2 separate regions of the Sus scrofa genome follow, and region 2 is linked to region 1. Evidence: chromatin contacts called from public Hi-C data. All regions are on one chromosome and are shown on one strand. Each heading gives the region's core, a stretch centred on a gene start, on an enhancer-like site or on the middle of the called end of the contact. The rest is flanking DNA. Distances are from core to core; before and after follow the strand shown.

Region 1 (5,398 bases), core at 1,528-4,027:
ATTAAAAAGAGAAACTTTAAAATAGCAAGACAGGAATTCCTGTTGTGGCACAGTGAAAACAAATCCAACTAATATCCATGAGGATGCGGGTTCAATCCCTGGTCTCACACAGTGAACTGTGGTGTAGGTCACAGATGCAGCTCGGATCCTGCATTGCTGTGGCTGTGACATAGGCCAGCAGCTGTAGCTCTCATTTGACCCCTAGCCTGATAACTTCCATATGCTGCCAGTGCAGCCCTAAACAGCAAAAAAAAAAAAAAAAAAAAAAAAAACGCAAGATGACAGAAATCATCTCTATCTGTAATCCATTTTTTAATATCTACTTTTCTTCCAATTTCCTATTCTTATCATTGTGTTTCTTGATGAGCAATAAATGCTCCTTCAGGACCCACAACACTTCTGTGAAGAAGTGAGCTTTTCTTACTTGAAAGTTCTTCCTGAATGACTCCCACCTGGGGGCATGTCCATTTGACTCATTGCTGTTCCCCTGTGTCTATCACACAGCCTGGCCACATACACCTACTTAAATAATTGCTGAATAAGTGAACGAGAACACAACATTTTCTTTCTGTGAGGACTTATCTACTTTCTTCTGGCTGTGCTAAAGCATGGGGCACATGTGTTGGCTGGGCTTGTTCCCCCACCAGGCACTCCAAGGCATGTGCTTAGGACAGTACTAAAATTTATCCACAATTTTGCAATCTAGAAAAAAAAAGCAAATTTTTAATTTCAGCACATGTGTAAGTTTTTATTTTATGGTTTAGAATTGTTTGTATTCTGAATTACATATGGGGAAAACATCAGAATGGTTTCCATGCATGTGCGTGTATGCATACTCACTCCTATCCTTCCTCAAGAAAGTGACTCAAAGACCATAACTCAAAAAAGACCAGAGACCGTTTCCAAGATATTTGCTAGATCCTTGAATTCTTTTGGTTTTGTTTATTTTTTTATAGGCAAGTAATGGTTTGATTACCTTTTCCAGTCTTTGTCTGGTATTGTGCAATATATATGTCTATATGTGAGTGTCTGTACATGGAGGAGGGATAACATTCATCCATAGTTTTGTAAGGCACTGAATATAATTTTAAAATTGTGCAAAGATAATTATAAAGATTCCCCATCTTAGAAAAACTGAAGCATTTTTTAATGCAGGAAAGGCAACCATAATTCTTTTTGGTACTACTGAGTATGTTTCGCTTAAATACTAATAGCACTTGCTTTCCCACTGAGCTATAGATTTTGCTTAAGGAAATGGTGAAAGATTTCATTCACTGTACTTTTGTTAGAAAGTATGGAAATGTTTGTCCACGGGAACTTCTGTCGCCTGTGAGAATGGAAATCCATTGAGGTGAGGGAACCCTTTCATTTGATTGCCTAGAAGCTGTTGATACATTCCTTGTATCTTTCAACGGGATCTTTCACGCCACACAGGAAAACTGTAGCTGGTGAAGGAACAGAAAGAGCACTTCTTCCATGAGTCAAATCTTAGCAAACTTGCACAGCAGCTGTGCTAGGTACTGCTGAGGATTACCCCAGGACCCAGTTGCAGGGGTGTGCGCGGTTGAAGAGACAACTGGCATCCCTCAGGGGACCACTTTGACGGAGATTGAAGCAATAATGCATCCCCACTGCTGCTGGAGGATATTGTGGCCGTGTAGTACAAAACTGGTGCCAGATAAAAATCAGAAAGTAATAAAAAGCAAGACAAAACTCAAGAGCTTTTCAATCTTAATGCAAGGGACTAAAACAAACGTCCTGGGCTTGTTGCATTCACTCAGAAAGGAAAAGGGGGCAGGGGAAGGGAAAACTTGCAGAGACTTCAGTCTTTTCCTTTGAGAACCATTTGTGTTGTGAAATAAAGTTACGGAGTAGGCATGTTCAGACCTTTATTTGCTACATTTAGTCTGAAGGATTCCCCCCCAGCACACACACACCCTTAACTACAAGAAGCCAGAGTTTTCTGTGCAAACTGAAACAGGCGTTGCAAGAATCAGATTCACTTTGGACGACTCTTCACATTCCAAGTCATCATTGCATTAGGCAGCACAATTCCATCTCTGGTTGATGGGCAGAAAAAGTGGGCAGCTTGCCAGGTAGACGTTTCCATGACTCCCAGCCCCCAAAGGTGATGCGTTTTTCAGCTAATTCAATGAAGAGTGGGCTGAACTTTGGGTCTAAACGAGACAATAGCTGCCTTCGCAGTATCAGCAGAATGGTTGATGGGAATGCACTCTACATTTGGCAGAGAATCATGTGACCTTACGACTGAGATTTTGTGATGGTGCCAACGGAGACTTGGAAAGCAGCAACCGTCCTGACTTTTTTCTTCTTTTCTAGCATGGCTCAGAAAATGGTGGATCTTAATACTTGACTTTAGCCAGACTCAGCAAGCGACTGAGCTTTGAAGCACAACTTCGCCTTTATTCTGGGTTTTTGGCAGGCCACCAGGAGGCTGTCCCTTTCACGCCTGATAAATTCTGCTGCTTATCTCTAAATAGAAAAAAAAAAAAAAGAAAGAAAGAAAGAACATATAAACAGAATATTGAGGCATAACAAGTGAATCCTAAAATTGTGTGTGCTTTTTTTGTTTTTTTGCCTTTTCTTACCGCTGATTTTTTAAAACGTTAATACCCTTTCTGCTTGCTGAAGAATCCAAGTAGGTTTTTTTTTTTTTTTTTTTTTTTGGTTTATAATGAACAGGCATTTGAACTGGGCAAACAGGACGACAGCAGCAGTGAGCATGAGATCATTGCAGCAGTGTAGCAAACTGGCACCCTGCCTTCTCACCCTTTTGGTTCAGGAGACAAACGTGTGCAATCCTCATTTCTAAAGTCAGCACAGCCTGGAAGGATTCCTGGTCTCTCCCACCTTCTACCATTCTGCTGCCAGGGACGGCAAGGATTGGTGCAGCTTCTGCGCAGTGCTTTGTGCCTGGAATACCGAGAAGCAAGAAAAAGAAGACAAGCACCCTGGTCCTTTTTTCCAAGAAATAGCAGGAGCCATGAAGAAAAAAAAATCTGAGTTTGTCCTACTCCTTGCAACAGTGCTGGGAAAAAAAGAGAGAGAGAGAGAAAGAGACGCTCCTGCTCAAAAACAAAAACAAAAACAAACAAACAAAAATCCAAACCAAAACAAACCAAAAAAAAAAAAAAAAAAAAGCCAACATTGGCTTGTATAACTACAGAGACATCGGGCTTTGTAAAGCAGCTTTGTAAGGCAACATAAGCAAATGAGCCTTCTTTATTTTGTATTATTTCCAAAACATGGCATAATAAGCAATATATTGCTCTTGGTGAAATCGCACCTTTCATATCAGGTATAACTTTTTTTTGTTGTTTCTTTTTAAGCCTACTGTTATGTAAAAGGGGATCCTTGAACTTTCAATTTACTCTGATTTAACTCATCACCCACTTTACTCTTATTAACTTTTTCCTTTTGCTCTCTTGCTCTAATCCTGATTAGAATAGAAACTTTAGTAAAAATAGAAAAATCTCTATGCAAAAGATGGTACCTGTTTTTATTTTTGTTATACATAGAAGTTTTGGAAAAACATTAATATATTATCTGTGCTTATTGTGTACAGTATTAGTTTTTGCTGTCTAAGAAAAGTGAGCATTTAGCCCTGGTTGGTAAAGAAACTAAACCTTTCATGTGCCGTTGACTCATAATTTAAAATGTGAAAGAAGAAACTTTTTCAACTTCAAAAAAGAGGTCGTGTTAGAATATATATTAAACTTCTGATAAATAAAATTTAGTTTGGGGGAGGCTATATTTAAATTACTTACCAGGATTTCAGTGTAACAAATAGAGATGAAAATATCATGTTCTCAGTTGCTAAGTAGAAAAAAGCTTTTTCCACAATAATACTGACTGTTAAAATATATTTAAAAGAATAATTTGTCTTAGAGCTATTGCTGAGAGTGTTGGAAATATCTATTATTTTAGTAGAAAAAGTACATACAAACTTGTTTTTAGTTTAAAGCAGTGTATTGGATCAGCAGATAAATGCATTGCATTCTAATTATTTTGTCTGTTTGTAGAAGTAAATTGCTAAGCAATTGAAGCATTTTATAACAAAAACCCAGTTTTTCCTGGTTCAATGAGAAAGGATTAGCTGATATATTCCACCTATTTTAATTTCCATTAAAACTGTTTCAAAACATGTTTTAAAATTGTTAAAGAGAGAAAATGTTTTTAAGTACATAGCGTATATAGAGTATAATTTTCATGTTAAGAATTGATACTATATTTTCCATAAAAATAATAAACTTTAAGCAAACTGTTCTGCTTTTAAAATCATATTTTATTGTAATAAAAATATATAAACAATGAGAAAATACTGTAGAACTTATAAATTCTACCTTTTTTTAATTCTACAAAGAATTGTGGGAAATAACAAATACCTAATATACTGATAACATTCAAGGAAAACATTTTATTAAGTTTATTGTTTATTGTTCACCAATTATTTAAAAAATAGCTCTTGTTCCTTTATGCTGCCTCAGCTAATGGAACATCAACTTTCACAGGCTTAATTAACATTTTTAAACCTGTTTTCATGTTTCAAGATCCTTTAGTTGAAAAACATTATTTTAAATGTTATTTTTAGGAGCCATTAATCTCTACACTCTTAATTATCTTATTAAGCTCCATGCCAAATCCAAATCTCTTTTCAGCTTTCACTAGTTCATTGTACAAAACCTAGTCGCTTCTTTAACAGCCATGCCTCCTTTCACTTTCAAAACTATTACTGTGAAAACAACACCAACCAAAATGAACGCATACATGCAAACTATGAAACCACATTATATGTCATATGAGTAGCCTTGGGTGGGGCTCCACGAGTCTTCCAAGCCTTTAAAAATACTTTAAAAGGTTTTGCCCATTTTGATACTGTGTTTTCTTCTCGGTCTTCTACCTTCATTCCCACCGTCCACCCAGATGCTCCTCCTAGACAGCAGTTGTCTGATATTTCTCCTTTTGTGGTTGTTTTAGGGAAAAACTTAAAATGGATATGAGAAGTGAAGAAAGTGATCATAGGAGCAAGTCATCTCAGGTAAAAATAAAAAGCAAAAGAGCAATAATATTTAATATTTGTTAAGAAAAAATAATATTGACTGTGTTTAGTTATAAGCATTTGTTTCATACTCTATTGATCTAGCTGTTGGATTTGCCACTGATGGTTTGAAGGTTTATAATATTACTTACCTTTGTGAAAAATTTTTGTCTGAGTTTGTGATCGGTGTACAGTTCGAGTCCCTTTGAATATAGATCCATTCATACAACATAGGTGAAATATGGTTGAATAGAAAGTAGTTTAGGAAAAAGACAAAAAATGTAATTTTTTATTTGTCATATATAAAAGGAAATGAAATCTGGGGGGAGGTAATGAAGT
Region 2 (5,398 bases), core at 754-3,253, 170 kb after region 1:
GCCAGTTCTTTTACTTCAGCCTACAAATAATTGACAGTAGAGATTCGTTTTCAGGAGTCTAAGGATTATACAACTCCAAATACTGACTTTTTAAAAATATCTTTAAAAAATTATCACCTATTTAAGAAGCCACCATGGCCCTGTAATCATTTAAGAATTAATTTACATATATGCAGAACTGAAATGCTTGCTATAGAGTGCTAGAAGGATAGATGAAGAATAAGGTGGGTGTGGAGAGGGGTAAAAATAATACTTCTTTTTATGTCATTGTGATTTGTGAACCCTATGATGTGGCACCAATTTTAAATGAACCCAATGCCTTGTGATGGTGGCCTTATCCATTGTCAAAAGGGCTAAAAAGAATGCTACGTATTCACTCAGTGGTCCAATCTGTGTGACCCAGACAGGGTGTTGTCTATTTTAAAGATAGTTGAAAGTGTTGTACAAATTGCACAGATTTCATGAAACAAAGATAACTTACTGCAGAACAGGAGATTCTCCAGATGTACAGGCTGAGGAAATAGTTGAAGAGGAAAGACATAACGAGAGGAAGCAGATGACTCTGACGGAGGTTTTCAAAAGAGCTGTCACATCATGGCTCTCCTTTGGTTTCTGCAGATGCTGTTAGAACTAATCCTGATGATGAGTGATTTTACTTCACTTTATCTGCAGATCAACAAGGATTTTCTGGTAAATAAAGTTGCTTTCTTTCTGTTTTTTTTTATCTTTTTCTTCTCATTGAGCACAATGCCTTTTGCCATTTTTTAAGGGAAAAAATAAGCACTGAAAATTCAGCTTTATGGTAAAGGACTTTCGATGTAATTTTTTTTGCTTTCAGTTTGTTAAATATTTAGGATTTATTTTTGCTCTATTTTTAGTTAAAGCCTGATATTTTAATATATGTGAAATTACAGGCATTTAACATATTCTTCAACTGACTTCCATGATATATTTTTAGATAATACAAAGCTATTTGAAACAATAATATTCATAAATTTGGGGACTACTTATCATATACCTATATTATGTAAATATATTAAATGCCACAATATTGTCTTTAGTCTTTATTTTTGTGGCATTCAGAATTTAAACTATCAAATCATAGAAACACAAACTAGAGCAGGACCAATTCTAGACATTCAGATAAAGTAGCATTTTAATGCAACATATCATCCTGCCCAAATATATTAAAGCAATGAAGTCCTACTCTATAGCACAGGGAACTATATTCAGTCTCTTGGGATAGAACTTGATGGAAGATAATGTGAGAAAAAGAATATATATATATGTATGTCTGGGTCACTATGCTGTACAATATAAATTGACAGAACACTGTAAATCAACTACAGTCTAATTAAAAAAAAGATTTAAAAAATTCTAATTCAGATTTACACAGAACATTAGAGACTATCAAAATTGAAAATTGCTCATTTTTCCAACAAAGAGATTTAGTTTGATAAAAATCTAATATTTTTCTCAACATCACAGAACTAATCAGTAGATTCAGCCTGAGCATGAGATTTTCTGTTGCCCAATGTTCTTGCTTCTAACTCAAAAACTCAACTTGCTTTGGGGGAGATTCTTCTATGAAAATTATGATATAAATTAAAATCTATCCAGGTTATCTTAAAACATAGACATGTGTTTTGACACTGGGCTTAGTTAGGGAAAAAATTATTTTAAGTCATGAGAATGTTGACTATTATTATATGTAGGAATGACTCCAGTACATTCCAAGTTTGGAATCAAAGAATAAAGGAGTATGAGGGGAGAAAGCATATTTTACTGAGGTGGGGAGGAGGGCGGCTCACAATTACTGATAAGCCTCTCAAAAAACATTTCTAGAGCAAAAGAAAACAAAATAAACAATAAGAAAGTTCAAGAAAGAAGATTACTTGGGATACAAAGGAAAATGGTAAGCAAAGAAACAAGTACGACTTATGTCTTGTACCAACTAAATGTTAATGTGTAACAGCAGCTAGCTAAGTAAACAGGACAGGGGTGTTGGCAAAGGTGAAGGGAAATAGGCAAGTAAAAAAAGCATGATAAAATCCTTGCCTTAATTGGGAAGAGGTTATAGTTAGCGATGCATTTTAGATATTGATATAAAACTGCACTACGTATTCAATATTTGTACTCATAGGGAAATGGAAGAATGAAAATAGGATATATAATCTCCAAATCACCTGATGAAAGCAAAGAAACAAGATAAATACAATAGAAACATTAAAAATAAAGAAGTGGGCAGCAAATAGATAAGACAAATGTTTATCAAACCACTGAAGGTTAAGCAGTATTAATCTCAGATACAATAACATGTAAGAATCAAAGATCCAGATGGAAGAGAATTTTTTGGCAAGAAAAAGTTACACTAACAAAAACATAAGGTGAAATTAAAAATTCAATAATCATTAATTTAATAATTTAATGTTTTTCCTAAATCAACAGAATTCTTCCATTTTTGTGTTATACAATAGCTTTATGTGAGATAAATTTAATATTATTTATATAAATCACTTAAATATTTTGGAGCCAGTATTTTTAAAGTGGTAGACAGGACCTAAGTACAATACCTTAGACTGTCCTTATCTTTCATTCAAGTTTAAGTCTAGGTCACTTGGTGTCAGACTGGAGTAATGAACTCCAAATGTGTTGCAGTATTTGCTATTGTTTCTGGCAATGTTCTAGAGGGCGGGCAAGAGTGGGCAAAGCCAAACTCTTCTTCAGAAATTTTCAAATGACAGTGAACAATTTTTCATTCTTTCTCAGAATGTAAACAGCATTCATGTGATGAATCTGTGGACTAACCAGATTCTTTACAAAGAAGGTTTTCAAAATATGTAACAAGATTTGATTGCCCAATAATTCTAAATGAGACATTAACAGTATTCTTTCAGATCTCAAAAGTACTACAAAATTTTTCAGTGTTTCAGTTTTCCTTTCTCCTCATGCTAATTAGATGAGATTTTAATCTTAGAAACAACCCTACTGTGTTCTCCTTCTCATTTAACTGAAACGTTGGATCTTTATTCACGCTTTAATGATGGAAAGAATGGCAACGACGTCGCCACAATGAAGCCTCACTCTTGGGGTCCATGTTGCAGGACCAGTAGAGGTAAATCAGTTTGGGAATCAGAATAGGCGTGTGGCAATTCAGCTCCTCTTCAGCTGTGTCCCACATGTACTTAGCTCTGTGTCAGGAAAAACCTTTCAAGAGAAACTTCCACAAGCAAATGTCATCTGTGTTGTGAGACTAATCTGACTAGAACATACATATTTTTATCCTTTTCTAGCTTTCCACAATATGGATGATTGTTATAATAAAAGTCCCTTTATTGTGGGCCATACCCTTCCATGAATGAATGTGCCACTGGATTTAGTAATATTAATAAGTTGATAGTTTTAAAGTCTCTAAAAATGTATTCCTATATATAACTTTACTGTCAAAGTATTTGTTTGAATAAACAATCCAGTTATAAGTAAACTTGTTTGTGTGTTTCTCTCAGAATAGGAACTTTCTTTTTTAAATTTTTTAATTTTATTTTTTCTGATTTTTTTAATTAATTTAACCAATTGTTATTTAATACACACTGAACTTACCCCAATGCAGCTAAGAAATAAAAAAATAATAATTCCCAATCAAAAATCTAAAAGATGTATTTCCACTATGTTTAAACGAAAGTGAATGGTGATAAAGTTTGATTGCTTTAGGCAGTCAGCATTTTTGTGTGACTATAATACGGGGAATTTAATATCAATAAAATAATTTTTTTTAAAAAAAAGATTGTTCAGTTATAACATTGTTCCTTTATTTAAAAAAAAAGTGCACACACATCCATTCATTTAGTATCAAAGAGTTTCACATACCCCCACACAATGAAATGTTTTGATATAAAATTATTAAGGCTTTAACTTCTAAAGAGTCTTATAATTTTTAAACTGCAAAAGTCTGAATATTGTAGGGTAAAGTAGGCTTGGCAGATGGGTGGAAAGAGAAGAACAACACACAAAGCCAAAAGAAATGCCTGGAATGTGATTGATATTTGGACTTTGTGCAAACTCATAGGGTAACGCCTGCAGAGGAGGCTACAGAAGGAGAGAGTATAACAACATCAAATTTTGCTGTTGTAAATTAAAAAAAAAACAATTTGATAACAATATGAAATCATCATGAATTTATTTTATGGTTTGGTTAAAAACAGTTCACCTTAAGTGTTCTCAGATATTTCTCTTGCACTTATCACCTTAAGTGGTCCTTTGCCCAGAATGGGTCATGTTTATAAGTCATGAGATACTTCTTCCAAGACTTTAGTGGCCTCCAAACTCATGTGAAATTTATACATTTAAGTCCTGTCCAAAATGAATCACAGCTGTTTCTTGGAACCTGTGGCCAATTTAAAACATTCAGTACAAAATGAGAACTAAAAATTCAGCTGCCTTAGTGATGCAGAAAAAAAAGATATGAAAGGATATACAATTTGACATTATGGACATGCTGCCATTATTTTTGCAGTTTTAACATCAGAAAAAAGTACTAAAACTGAAATTTGAATGCATGTCACCAAGTGGCAAAGCCGTTTCAATCATAACTGAAGTGGAGAAAACCATTGTTTCTCTCTTATAATAAAAATAAAATTCTTTATTGTAACTATGAATGAGAATTAACAAGCACAATTTTCAGAGACTTTATGTTATAGAAGCTGTCCTTAATTGTAAGAAAACTTATTATTACAAATAGAATTGTAATAAATCAGGTGAAGTTAAATAGCCTTGAAACGCTGGAATACTTGAATGAGAATGTTCCATCGGTCCCCTCTATTTATTCCACATAATTCTTTGGAACATTTTTGTTATTTCCTGATTCTTTCTTCTTTATAGAATATTGAAGAATTAATTGCATAGGAATTGAAGACTAAAAAAATATTGTTGTATGATTTTTGGTAAGATAGTCTGCCTTAAGAAATATACCCCAACATACATACATAGAAGATCAAAACCAACAGACTTTTATTTCCTATACCATGAAGATTTCAAGGAAAGGGCTCCTTTTCAGGTGGTATCTCTCCTCTTGTGATAATTCAAGGAGCCACACGCTTTGCATCTCATTACCCTGCCAATCCAGGAGCAGCCCAAACACATGATGCTGTGGCAAGGAGGAAGTCAAGAAGTGTGGCTGGGAATCAGGAAAAAAAGAAACTCTAAGTGGGAGTTTCTTGTACTGGGATTTGGGAAATGGATGGTATCTGAACAGAAAGAGACTCAAGGAAAAGGCATCCCGAAAAACACTGTGAAGAAAGGAAGAAAGACATGTTCTGGAAATGATGTAGGTCCTAGGTTGACAGTAATACAGGTTCATGCAGGGGAATAAAACGGGGGTCCCTTCTGAAAAAGTTGTGTC

The links. Hi-C and Micro-C count contacts between places; a contact is called where the count stands out from the background.
Region 2: a Hi-C map of liver shows a contact between it and region 1, with 4 times the contacts expected there. The contact joins two enhancer-like sites. A contact is called at or near these places in 2 of 47 Hi-C or Micro-C datasets (embryonic fibroblasts and liver).

What each region holds. Positions count from the first base shown.
Region 1 is chr13:181,295,809-181,301,206 of Sscrofa11.1, forward strand. It overlaps a transcript of LOC106508546 not described here. Among named protein-coding and RNA genes, the nearest start is that of MIR99A, 4.0 kb to the right of the region's middle. Within about 2 kb of position 2,778, at least 41 of the 83 cell types and tissues checked have an H3K27ac peak or open chromatin away from gene starts, as enhancers often do. A contact at or near this core is called in liver, where this site is marked.
Region 2 is chr13:181,466,433-181,471,830 of Sscrofa11.1, forward strand. No RefSeq gene overlaps it. Among named protein-coding and RNA genes, the nearest start is that of MIRLET7C, 170 kb to the left of the region's middle. Within about 2 kb of position 2,004, at least 1 of the 83 cell types and tissues checked has an H3K27ac peak or open chromatin away from gene starts, as enhancers often do. A contact at or near this core is called in liver, where this site is marked.